Regions from separate parts of the Mus musculus genome. Here region 1 is linked to region 2. Evidence: chromatin contacts called from public Micro-C data. All regions are on one chromosome and are shown on one strand. Each heading gives the region's core, a stretch centred on a gene start, on an enhancer-like site or on the middle of the called end of the contact. The rest is flanking DNA. Distances are from core to core; before and after follow the strand shown. Region 1 holds the start of Bmp2k (BMP2 inducible kinase). Region 2 holds the start of Fras1 (Fraser extracellular matrix complex subunit 1).

Evidence for each region. A called contact is a pair of places that touch in the nucleus more often than the background predicts.
Region 1: a contact with region 2 is called in a Micro-C map of embryonic stem cells, with 4 times the contacts expected there. The contact joins the promoter of Bmp2k here to the promoter of Fras1 in region 2. A contact is called at or near these places in 6 of 39 promoter capture datasets (cranial neural crest, embryonic stem cells, hippocampal neurons and 3 more), 3 of 484 Hi-C or Micro-C datasets (embryonic stem cells and nephron progenitors) and 4 of 115 datasets of contacts at active chromatin or transcription factors (cardiomyocytes, embryonic forebrain, forebrain and 1 more).

The regions. Positions count from the first base shown.
Region 1 is chr5:96,994,191-97,001,269 of GRCm38.p6, reverse strand. It overlaps Bmp2k (BMP2 inducible kinase), which reads right to left and starts at 3,581. Exons shown (of 16, transcript NM_080708.1): 1 at 3,174-3,581. The coding sequence starts at 3,342.
Region 2 is chr5:96,371,282-96,377,666 of GRCm38.p6, reverse strand. It overlaps Fras1 (Fraser extracellular matrix complex subunit 1), which reads right to left and starts at 3,712. Exons shown (of 74, transcript NM_175473.3): 1 at 2,782-3,712. The coding sequence starts at 2,854.

The DNA of each region.
Region 1 (7,079 bases), core at 2,332-4,831, 620 kb before region 2:
GGTTGCAGCAGCTAAGGTACTACTCAAATCCATGCACACGTGTGTAGGACAAGAGCCGGTCACCATTTCAGCACTCTCGCGTTTTTCAACTTGCTGAAACTCCCCAAGTCCCTATTCTTGGCACTTCTTGGCACTTGCAGATATAACGAATGGGCGGAAAGCTGAGTCTCTTCACTTGCATGTTCCTACTTTAGCTCTCTTACTGTCCGTCAGCAAGGGTCCTTTCCCGGCCACGGAGAGTGTAATCTGCTTCTCAGTTACTTTTTATTGGTGATCTCTGTGTTTAAAAAGGTTCCTGAGCACGGCACAAGCTAGAGTACACAGGTGCAAGAGACGTTCTGGTTTTCCTACAAAGAAAACCTGTGAGATAATCTTCATTTTGGCCTCAGCTAGAGATATGATATACTAAAGAAATCACTAACACGACACTAAACAAGGTGTCTTTAAACACAAAGGATAGGCACACATATAAATCAGCCGACCAGGATGCTGCGAAGCAAGGCTCTGTGGTACCTAACCCTGCCATTTCCCCTGGAAGCAGTGACTCAGTATTTGCTAAGCCAGTGTTCATTCCAACTTGTAGAACACAGTCAATTACAGAGTAAGACAGAGAGTGGTATATTGAAAAGACAAGCAGTCACGCTGAATGCCACGCCTCTTCACACACACTTGCCTCAAATGACAAGCAAGTCTGTCAATTATTGATTAATCATATTTATATGTGGACCAGACTTGTGCCTAGCATCTCACCTAGCCTGCAGAATGTTGAAAATTAAAGTGAATAGTCTTTCAGTTGTGTGCTCTAGAAAGGGAAGCCCAGCTCATCGGAAAGAAGCCTAGGGCCCTGCCTTCTAGAGTTAAACCTGACCCAGGAGCCAACGTGTAAACACAGGAAATTCCATCTTTCATAAAAGTTCCTTCAACCTTTGCTTCCACCTACCACCTGATCACTCATTAAAGCCAAGTAAGTACCTATTTTCATGGGTTTTTTTTTTCTTTGTTTTTGAGACATGGTCTCTCTTTGTAGCCCTGCTGTCTTAGAACTTATTATGCAGCCCAGGCTGGCCTTGAACCCACAGAGATCCACTTGCCTGGTATTAAAAGAGAACACCACCACGCCCAGCAATTAATGAAATAAATTTTAATGAGGCAGAAACCAAAAGGTAAAGTGCTTGCCAAGCAATTATCAGGACCTAAATTCAGATCCCATCCCCAATTTCCATGTAAAAGCTGAGCACTGTGGCCTTCTTCTGGGGGCCCCCAATGCTAGCAGAAAAAGAGAACAGGTGGATCACTGGAGCTCACTGACTAGCCAACCTCGCCAGCCTAGCCAGCCTAGCTCTGAGTGCAATCAATGTCTTAGAAACTAAGGTGGAAAGCAAGTGAGGAAGACAACGTTGTTCTGCACACAAGTGTACACAGGCATACACATGCATGCACCCACAGGCATACACACACACAGGATACACACCACGAATACCAAACAGAAACACTTAAAGCAAAAGTCAGTGGAAGCCGTGCATGTTGATAACAACCTGCGTACGAGCCCAGCACTAGAAGGCTGAAGCAGGAGGATGGAAAAGTCAAGGCTTGCCTAGTAACTTTAGCAGAACTGTCTCAAGTCTGGTGTGACGGGCCTACCTTCATGTGTGTGTCCTCTTGCACATGCACGCGTACACACACACACACACACACACACACACACACTGAACACTCTAACAGTGATATCAATGCTCCGTTACTGAGTAACAGAGTGAGGGCTATAAGATTTACAGTCTACTGATGAAATGTTAGTACTTTTCTTAATACTAAGAGACCTGAAACTCAGTGAGAAGGGCTAACACCATTCAAGCTACACTTCAGTGTACTACTGAACAACTGACAGTATACTCGTGAGTTGACAGCCACCGATGCTAACACCTACCCAACTTAGTTCACACTTGAAATTCCTCTTGAATCAATAGCTAGCAAAGTTTGCAATAGAACAAACCTATCAAAACCACTCAGAAACCCTTCTCAAAATCTGGCAATCTCGTCCCTCCACTTCACCAATGTTCAGAAGGGGGGGGCGGTGCTGTTAATGTGAACAATGGCCTACAAAATCAAGACACACACTCCTGATAATGTAAGTCTGCTTTTCCTTTATTTTATAGACAGAAGCCCTCAGCTCTTTCTTGTGCTGGTTCCTTTTGTTCATGGAATTTCAAAACTACAAATGGGAGCTGCCTTGTTTTTCAAACACAGAATATCAAGACGGCTCCCTACAGTCTCTGGTTTTCTTATTCTTATTTTTAAGTCACTCACATACATACAAGAGATTATTTCTCAGGGACTTTTTCAACATATTTCTTAATATTCCACATTCAAAACTTCAGAGGTCAAGGCATGCAATAAGAAATCAGAAAGTATTTTCTACAAACCAATTACACCAGAGATACAAAACTAAAGTCAAGAAATATTTTTAACACGGAGTAAACTTTGTTTTCCCTAGCTATGCTTTTACACGCTGTCATAACCTCCTTCAGACAATAAAAGAGCCACCAAAACCTCACATGGAAAAGTTAAACTGTTCCACTTTGCCTGTTAAAGTACTAACAAAATGACACAGAGAGGACAAAAAACGGGACCTTGTGTGAAGATTCTAAACAACGAAGATAAACGTGCTTCAAGTTTACTCCCACACGCCACCCCTAAGCAGCCACTGAACTTGGAAGACCGTGCCAACACACACACACATACACAGAGAGAGAGAGAGAGAGAGACATATTATCTGTATACATATAGCCATATACAGTGGTTTGGGAGTCCTGTTTTGTTTTGGTTTTTAGCAGAAACAAACCCCAGCGGAGTCCACCGCCCTGGAAGTCCGGGAGGCTCGGACCCGAAAGCAACGCAGGACACCGGCCAGACAGTGTCCCAGCACTGCTCCATCTGACCCCCTAATGAGTCACGGGTCCAATCATGACACCACATCACTTACTGGGACGTCTTCTATTTCTTTCCTCGCGCCAGGAAGAACAGAGAAAGATTTCAAACTCCTAAGCAGGCAATCGTGCCCGCACCGGAGCTGCCAGCGGCTTCACACCGGAGCCACTGTCCAGCCGCCGCCGGGCCGGCCCCGCAGCCGCCGCCACACCCCGGCCTCCCTCACCTGCCTCCCGCCGCGCCCGTACCTTCGGCCAGCGACTCCTCCAGGGTGACCTGGTAGCGGCCGACGGCGAACACCCGGACCCCCATGGACGAGCTTGCGAAGCCGCCGCCGAGCCCGCCGCCCGCGGCCCCGCCAGCCGCCGCCCCGCCGCCGCTGCCCTCCGACTTGGGCATCCGAGAGAACTTCTTCATGGTCCCGCCGGCGCGCTGGAGGGCACCAGGAGGGCACTAGGGCGCGCGAGGGCGAGAGCCCAGACCCGCGCGTCGCACAGCGGAGCGCCGGGCGCGGCCGACCGTCTTCGAGGGGTCGCCGCCCTTCGCGCGCGCGAGCGTCGGTGCGCAGCGGCTCGCCGCGCCTCACATTCCGCGCGTCCCGAGCGCGCAGCCCTGGCCGCCCGCTGCAGCTGCCCGGCGCCCGCAGAGCCAGCGGGGAGGGCGGGGCCGGGGCGGGGCCGGGGCGGAGCCTGGCGCGCGGGGCGCGAGCTGCCCGGGAAGAGGGAGGGGCCGGCCGAGGGGGGCGTGGCGCTAGGCCCGGCGGCCTGCGTGCCCTGGAGACCGCAGCTCGGCCCGGCCCGGCTCACACCGATGCCGCCCGCCCCTTGCGGCTGTTGGGGGGCGCGGCGCCGGTGCCAACCGCTTGCAGAGCCGGGCGCCGAGCCCCGCGCGCAAGCGCGCTGTCCCCGCCGCCGGAAGTGACGGTTCCGGCCCGTGTCACGTGGAGGAGGAACGGGCACATCGACGTGGGGGCTGGGGCTAGGGGTGAAGTCCGGGGTCCGGGTTATCAAGGAGGTGGAACCCACGCGGATCGGTGGGGCTACTCGGGTTGGAATTGTGTGTGCCGCTCTGGAGTCCTTAAATGCCGCCAGCAGCGTGACCCACTCTCGGAAGCTGCCGGCTTCGAGTCTCAGCCAGTTTTCCAGACTCTATCCCGAGAGGATCGGTTTTCCAGGGCTCCCCGGAGCGTGGGCGGAGGAGCAGCGCGAAGCTCGCAGGTTCCCACGGGGCGACTTGCGAAGCCCAGGTGTCCTCGCACTGTACCGGATGTTTGCTCTCAGAAGCGTTCTGCGGTTTAAGAATTACTTGGGAGAGCTTTAAAAGCTCTGTGTGTACAATGTCGGAGCCGTGCGATTGTGTTCAGAAAAAGATATTAAGATTTTTAAATATCATTAATCGCCATTGGCTGGAGAAGACGTAACCCTGTCGCCCAAGGTCACACAGCTGGCTTGTGGCCTGGAGCATCAAAAGTCTTAGTTACTCGCTTTCAGCCATTCTGAAAAAGTAGGTTAGGGTCAGATCCTTAGTCCAGGCCGGCAGACTTAGGACTGTTTGGAAACAGAGGCAGCACCAATCTCTGACCCCACCCGAACAAAAGATTCGCCCGTTGGAAAAAGAACTCCCGATTGCCTCACTTTTCATAAACTGCAAGAGTCTCATGCCAGTGGGAAGGGCACAGGAATTCGGGCAGAGGGCATGTGGGAGTGGAAAGGATGGCAAAATGGAGAAAATGTGCAAAGAGAAGGATTTTCGCTCCAGCCCACTTCCTGGACATGGAGTCACATACAGCCTGAGCTGGCCTGGACCTCATTAGCTACCAGAGATAGCCTTAAACTTGTGATCTTCCTGTCTCTGCCATTGTGCCCCCTAGTACTGGGATTATGAGCAAGCCTCGCCATCAGGCCTAGCTTGGCCTCTATAGAAAATAGGTTCGGTAGCCCGAGGCTAATTCTAGCTGAAGCAAGAGAACCACGAATCGGAGGCCAGCCTGGAATGCATGCCAAGATCTTTTAATTTAAAATAATAATAACGGTGCTTGAAGTTCCCAATTTCTTAAGCTAAAAAATGTAAATTTTTCTCTCTACCCATAGTGTAATATTTCTCCAATTTTCTCAAATATCAGCCTAATGATGTTTTCTCCGCCGCTGTTTTCTTTGTCTTTTTAATGAGGTACGGGCAGAGACATTAGGAAATATGCTTATTCAAAAGACAGCTTATAACCCTCTGTTCACTCTTCTCTCTGCTGTTTGAAGAGAAGCTGTTTGTCCGACACACACAGGGCTCCAGATTCAGGCATTTCTGCCACATAACCCACTAAACTGACATTCTTCATCCAAAGGCCTGACATTTAAAGTACATTCCAGCTCAGTGGAAGTCGGATTACATGTCAGATGATTGATGTGTTGTGGCACTTGGGAGTTTCCATTTAGAAATGAGCTGGCCATCTTCCTTACTGTGAGGAGTCTTAGGAGTCGCCTTTCTCCAACAGTTAGTTGTGGTTTTTTTCAAGCAGAATAGTGGAGAAATCTAGTCATTTTGTGCGATTCAAAACTGGATTGGCTTAACAAGCAGTTTGGGCCTCACACAACTTAACCTCATCAGAACACGAGAATAAAAAACCCATAACCATAAGGCCACCATTGCTTTGGTAAAGAAAAGCACTTCCTTGAACCCACAGATCCTGACTGGGGATTTTGAAAGTTAATGTTTAGGACCCTACTGAAAACAAGTCACCACCAAGGCATCCATTGAGTTTCGAGGAAATGTGCATGCAAGCCTGAAAACCCGAGGTCAGTCTCTGGGACACATGGCACAACCTCAGCTCCTGTAAGCTGTCATCTGACTACACACACACACATATATACTCCTAATTCATAACTGTTTGAAACTATTCTTTAATTAAAGGGTGGTGAGGCCCTGGAAATGGCTCAGCAGGTCAAGGCATTTACAGCACAGGCCTGGTGATGTAAAAATTTACATAATACTAAAACATCTGAGAAAAAGGTTTTAAGATACTGAGCTGTTCACAACGGCACATTTAACATGAAACACATTTCTGCAATAGAACTTCAGCTACATCCTGACCTGTTTACCACTCTACTAGGCCGAATGAATATGGAGAACAGGGCCTAAAAATGAGACATGCTAAAGTCTCATGTTAATAGCCAACTTTATTCAGAGCATCAGACAATTTATATCCTGAGGGTTAAGCAGAGTCACATGAGTAATGTGTACAATTACAAACCCAAGCCACACATGGTGAAAACATGTTTTTCCATAGGAGCATGTGAATAGCAACAGTCAAAGTAAACTACCTGCTGCACCTGGAGGGCCACAGAAATACACTCCGAACATTTCTCTGTTTTAAAGAAGAGTCTGTGACTCTTCTCTTCTTGGTGTTTTCTCACACTCAGAATTCTCTCATGACTCTAGTGTCCTGACACTGTTATGTTTTTTTCTGAAGGTTTTTTTAACTATTGCTTTATGTATATAGATATTTTGCCTACATGTATATCTATGTAGTATGTACATGCCTAGTGCCCTCAGAGGCCAAGAGAGGACATTGGACCCTTTTGAGCTGGAATTACACACAGTTGTGAGCAGTCAGGTGTGTACTGAGGACTGAACCCTGTTCCTCTAGAGTACTCTTAAGAAGTGAGCCATCTCTTCTGTCCACTGACCATGCTTTTAAGAGCAATTTTAAGTAGTCAACAACTTTACCATCTGGATGTATTCCTTGGTCTCCACATGCCTGACTGGGAAGGGTTCTGCCACCAAGTATATAGTACCTTTTACTTACTCTGATGGCAGGTATACATACCATCCTTTCTAAGGAGGTAAGTAGAATTTTAACCCCACAACATGGTTGCTCTGGCTGGAATACAGACACAACCTTAGTACACACTTTTAATCCCAAACAATGAAGGTAAACTTAGTTAATAGAAGGAAGCACCATGTTTGATAGTGACATCTACTTGAGTGTCAGAGAAAGTGACAAATTAGAGAAAGATTTGACAGAATAGGATACGCCCAACAAGAAGAGAGAAGAAAAGAAAGCTATGTAAGAGAGCACAGAGAGAGAGAGAGAAACAGGAAAAAGGCAGTTCGACCAGGACAATTGCAGAGAGAGAGAACAAGATAGACACAGGTGAAGG
Region 2 (6,385 bases), core at 2,463-4,962:
GATGAGTCTCCAGAAAATGCTGTTCCGGTTTCCCGGATTCAGAAAGCAGCCATGCTTGAAGCTTCCCTGTGACTTTTTGATTTTATTAAGCCCTCAAATCACAGTTTATCAGCTTAGCAATCTTGAGGCAATATACGATAACACTACCATCAACCTGGTTATAAAAATTCATCTTTCTCTTGATACTTAAGATAAAATTTAGAACCCGAAAGTCTCAGCACAACCTTTTTTTTTTCCTTGCCTTTCTGGGTGTTGAACTCAGGGCCTTGGGCAAAAGCTCTACTACTGATCACTGATCTATAGCTCTCACCCCTGATCTCTCTATATATATCTGTCTATCTCTCTCTCCCGCCCTCTCTCTCATAATTACAAAGCATATTTAAAGCTATCACGACATAATACCTCCCTCATCTAGTTAGATGGTTCATTCAAGGTCAGCTAGTTCATCACAGAGGCTGATCTATTTAAGTTAATTGAAAAGAATGTTATTTGGCATTCCCTCTTCTGATTGGTGCTCTCGAGAACTCAGAGTGCCAAGAGCCAGGGTGGAGACAGAGGAGTTGCTGGAGCTGCTCTCAGAGTCACTAAAGTCGCTGTAGGAAGAATTCATTGGAGTACTGCACTCCCTGTTGTTCACAAAGAAGAAAACAGTGAGTTCTCCCATGAGCTGGCAGGCTGAAATGTGATGATATGGCCCGTCCAGCAAAGCATATGTAGATGCCTGGTTTAAAAAGTGTTCCCTGGGTGAATAACAACACTTAAGGGAATCTCTAAAGTTCACAAGTTTTCCGTCTCAATCTCTTTGCAAAGAGAGCCTTGACTGGCTCAAAGGAACAGCCTAATCAGAGGACAGCTGATTCGTATGTGTACGACCATCATCACACAAGTAAACAAATTAAATGAGATATGGTGTGTAAACTACTCGGCATAGCACGGGGAATAATATGTGATCCGTAGCTGGGTTCATTCACTCAGAGCCAAGCATCTAGGTTTGGTTGGGAGTTCTCGGACCTTTTGCAATCTAGGACCTAATTTGTGAGCAGATGCAGAATGCTCTGAAAGTGAGTAAAGAAAATAGATGCAAAGTTCTCCACCTTGTAAGGACACACACACTTCAGTGTGAGCGCACTTCAGACACTTTGCCAGCTATATCTACCAGCCCTCCAAAGAGCATACCCCATAGCCTCTTAATAATAATGGCTTTTGTCATTTCAAGAGATTTGCTTCTGAGAAACAGCATCGCTCCAACTGCCCCCTGGTGAGCAATCCAGGAGTGATAGCATAGTCTCTGTGTTGTTGGGATATAATTTTTAAATAAGAAACTGCCACCAAGTGTAACTGTAATTTTTCTGAGCTCTAAGTTGAAGTTTGAGGCGCCCGGGCTGACTCTCCCATCTGGTTAATTACTATAATTAAACCTTACAAGGTTGGGGTTTTTTTTGTATGCAAAAACCATGCACACACACACACACACACACACACACACAATTCTTTTAAAACAGGTTGTCCATAGTTTGAAAAACTCTGCACAGCTCCCCAGGCGTGTTTTTCCTGGAAATAGTATCTTTCTGACATAATTCCCACGACAGTGTGAGAAGGTGGTGCCTAAACCTGTGGGGAAAGTCCACGAGTGGACTTCCAAGGCCAGGCTGCTTGCTATGAGAAAAAAATGGTAAGGAAGAGAGGTGCCACTGGTCTGAAGACTGGAAGCCCACCTGAGATTTTACCCTCCTGAATCTCCAGTTGCCCCCTTTCAGCACCTATGATGCAGGAAAAGCGACACGTGCACGCCACTGCCTATATGATTTGCGACTGGGCAGGTGAACTCTTCCTGCAGCTGGATGAATAATGAATGGAGCCGGGAGTGGAAGCAGAAAGTCCAGAGCCCAGCCGTGGATGAAGTTGTCTCTCTCCCAGCCTGCCACCTTCCCCCTCTGCAAATGCTAACCCAGCCACTGTCCCCGCGGCTCTGAGCAGGTGGGAGCTCTCAGCGCGCCTAGGGGCGCGGGGGGGGGGGCGGGGCGGGGGGAAGCAGCACCAGACTCAACATGTCACACACACACACACACCCCTCATCAGATTTACTGATGTATTATCTGAGCTGAGATTACGAAAGCTATCCTGATGACAACACTCAAGTCTCCTTTCTCTCCCCAAGCTCTTGAAGAAGTGGACTGGAACACCCCCCCCCCCCCCGCGCGCGCGCGCAATGAAAACCTAGGGAGAAGAGAAGTGCATACATGCTCTTTGACCACTTTTTGTTCCTTGAGAAGCAGGCAGCCTCGTGCTCTCGCTCCCGAGTAAAATTTATTTCATTACAACTGAAATCTCAACATCCAGAATACTACTTATAAAATCTTAAGTGGTCTTTAAGGGGAGGGGGGGCGAGTTACTGGGGCGAGGAAAGCAAAATAGAACAGTGGAGCTTGGGTGAGGATTTTATTCCACAAAAGTGAGAGCAACTGCTCGCTTCTCACCTAGGTTCCGAGTAGTTGCTTTTCCTTGAGGAGTAGGGTAGAAGTGGAAGGAAGATTCATCCGGGTTCAGAAATATCACCTCAAAAGGCCACCCACCCGCAAAAAGCAAAGAGGAGGCCGTGGCCGGGCTGAGGTTTGACCGCAAGAGAAACCAGGAGTGGGGATTTCAGCTGAAAAGGAAATCCACTCCGTGTCCACCTATCGCCTCAAATCAAAACTTCCACCCAACAACCCACAGCACTAAACCCGGCTGAGTGTCTTAAACTGCACAGTCGAACTCACACGGGGTTCCGCTCTTTTTTACCTTCACAATTAGGCAATACTGCAAATTCCGCCAGCGCTAGGGCCACCCCGAGCCACGCTTTGAGGACACCCATCGCCGCCGCGGCACTCTCGCAGGAAGATCCCAGCCTTCAGCATCCAAGAACCTGCTCTCTGCCAAACCTCAGGCTGTGGCGCCGGCGCCGGGAACCGGGACGCACAGACACTGGGGAAGCGCTGGCTGCTGGGCCGGGAGCCGAGGTTGGCCGGGTGGACCGCAGAAGGATGCGGCCGACAGTAACACTCAGTCAGCCCCGAGGCTCACTGGGTTCTCCAGCAGAGCGGCCACCAACGTGAGCCGAGGCTGCGAGGAGGAGGCAAAGCTCAGATCGCCGCCAAGACTAGCAGGAAAGTTGCAGGTCAGCGGCTGCTGGGATTCCGCAGCATTGCCTCGGGCTAGACCAGTTCCTCCGGAGGTCCCCAACTGGCGAGCTGCAGGAGCAGGTTCCTCCTCGGCAGCTTTTCAAAGTTCTCTCGGCACGCCCCCGTCTGTCCGTGTAGCATCGGCCGAGGCGGGTCCCCGCGAACACGCCGGGCCGGGCTACAGCAGCGCTCGGGGAGCTGGGCGGTGCAGGGCCGCTGGTTGCAAACTTTGTGCGGCCCTGCAGGAGCTCCGGGACTCGGGGGCGCTGCAGCCGCACCGCACCACGCCGCCCGGCTGCTGCAGGCGCTTCCAGAGCTCCGCGCGGAAGGCGGCGCGGGGGGCGCTGCTGCCACTTTCTCGCGCCCGCCCCTCGCCGAGAGGAGGAGGGCAGAGGGGCGCGGCTTGCTCCACACCGACGCCCACCTCCCCGCACCGTGCACCCCGAGCTGCGCTGCAGGGCGGAGGTGCGATTACCCAAGTGGAGGTGGAGCCATAATTGTAGATGCAAGGAGGAAAGAGAGAGGCTGGAAAAGACCCCTCCGAACTCAATGCTCCCCAGATGAGGGGCCTGGAAACGCACAGGATAAGTCCCCGAGTGGATCCTCGCATTTAAAGCACGCACGCTCCGCCTTCCTCAGCCTCTCTCGCCTCCTTCCTCTCTCCTTTGCTGGGTGTGAAAATGGACTCAGAGACTACGAGCTTTGGCAAAGATTCCAGAGAGTCACGTGGGGAAGGGGAGCCGCGGTGAGGGGGTGGGGGAAGGCGAGAGAGCAACCTGATCCCCTTATTCATCCTGCAGGAGTTGCATTGGCTTTGTCTGAGGCGGGATCAAAAGTGGTCACACCGAGGGCGGGTGGAAACAGGAGGTTAGGTCTCCATTCAGACACTGTTGAGGGTACCACAGGAGAGGCTAGTTGGGGACAGGGTGCTCACACCCAAGTCCTAACTGCTACTTCTCCACCTCTCGTCATGCCCACTGCTGCTGAACACAGAGCCTGAAGCAGAGCTGACTGGCCATCTTCGCATTTTGGACCCTCAGGGGTTTTCCCTGCAACCTAGCAGTCTTGGGGCACGTGTGTTCTAGGTTGAGATTCCCACGGTGAGTGCACCTTTACAGCTTCCTAAAAGATGAAAACACCACACAGTCTGGGTGAGTCCAGCTGCGCCTCCAAATGTCAAAGACTGGGAAGCCAATGTCAGGGCAAAAGCATCCTGGTGTGCACACTGGAGGTAGTTGAGGGATAGGGTGGGGTCTGGTTTCCAGCCAGTACTGAGTGATAGCTATTTTTAGAGGACTAAATAAAAATAGCTGGTCCAGGTTTGATCATTTTGTAACTGGGGATGGTTACACGGGAGAGATACAGACTGGGTTTCGAAGGCCAGACAGAAAAGATTCTCTGTCTTGGCAGAGCTGTGACAGCTAGACTGTCCAGAAAGGAGTTTGAAGTGGCAGTGAACACCGAGCTATTCAGGGTGGTGGGCAGGGATCTTAGTAGACTCCAATATTGCTGACGATCATAGGGAAGGCCCATGTTCTAAAGCATGCCAGTAGTACTTGAATTCCTTGCTTTTTAGAATAAGAGGATGAAATGAAACTGAAGGGTCCCTGTAACTATCACCACTTAGGCACCGAAACATTTGATTAACCTGGGTGTGGCTGTTGAGTATTCAAAGGACTTAGGAATCGCCCAGCAATTCCTCGATGCCTCCCAGAGCCGTTGTGGGGACAGAGCGGTTTTATCTCTGTATTTGAAGCACATATGGGGACTCTGTAAACATTAGTTGAAAGAATGAACTGAATCAAGCCAGTAATCATCACCGCCAGAGTTCAGCCACAGCTTGGATGGAACCTGAGTCCTCCCTCCTCCCACTTCCCCCTCTTCCTCTAGAAACTATTTTCTCAGACCAATGGAAAGTACTGTCCAAATTCAGGTGGATACACCCTAACAATTCCTAACCCCTCCTAAACACTTTTTCTGTAGCCACCACTGACTAGGAGTAACTTAAGACAGCTGGTTTCCCTAGAATAAACTATTTGACTTCATTTTTAAGAAAGCATAGAACTGTGGCACCCAAAGGGGTCTCAAACCATCTTTTGGACTTGCTAAAGGAAAACAATCTTTAAAAAGAAAAAGGTGAAGGGAGAGACGGGAGCATTACCACGAGGTATTGTCATATACTACATTTGTGGTTCTTAACAAATTGTTCATAAAATGTCCCCTCCCCTTCACCAGAAGCCCTCCACCAGCTCCCATGGTCTTCTCTCTACCCCAGGAGCAAATAGTCCAAGGGTTCTCACTCCAAGAGCACTAGAATCCTGGTTCACAGGGAATTCTATATCCTTAATACTGTTTTTTTCATATGCCCACATCCCGTAACTTTTGTCACCATATCCCACAGTATCTTCTTTGATCAGCCCCATCCTTGTCTCTTCAAATTCACCTGGCCTCACTGCTGCTTATCAGGTAGATATTATAGACTGAACACTTTGTATCTAACATGGGACCCTTTGCTATGTAATCTGCCAGTAACTATATGAGACATGTACCCTTGTTATTTTCATGGACAAGTGCAGTGACTGATGGCCCTGAGTCAGATGGTTAATTACAACAGCACATTGAAACAAGCAGCATTACCTACTATGAGAGTCAGATGACCACATCTCAGTATCTTAACACAACAATTTGTCTGTCTATCCTGTCCCCTGGACAGTAGTGGACCCTACACCTTGTAACCTGGACACCCATGAGCCCTTCCTGTAGCCAGGCCAACATGGCCCATATGAAACACCTTCCTCTTCCAAGAATGAGCTGTGTGCCCACCCGCCACGACCCCTTACCAGGAAGACAGTGACAGGGACACATAGGTCGCACGTGGGGATTTAGTAAGTCCTCACCGTGCTGCTCTCACTGCTCATACTGCCTCAGCTTTCCTACGGACAGCAACACTCCAGCAGGACCGTCCCTGCTGCCACAGGGGCTTTGCTGATCTTTGTCCCAGAGTCCACTGTTTCTCCTGACTATCTCTCGTCTGCTTCCTTCTCTGTACTTCACTGACCCTCCTATGTCTCTCTCTCTCTCTCTCTCTCTCTCTCTCTCTCTCTCTCTCTCTCTTCCCTCTGTTTCCCTTCTACTCTGTACAGCCTCTTCCAGTCTCCCCTGGAGCTCTCTCCTCTGGTTTAGCCCAGCCTTTCGAGTTCTAGAGGTTTTAGTGCATTTCTTCT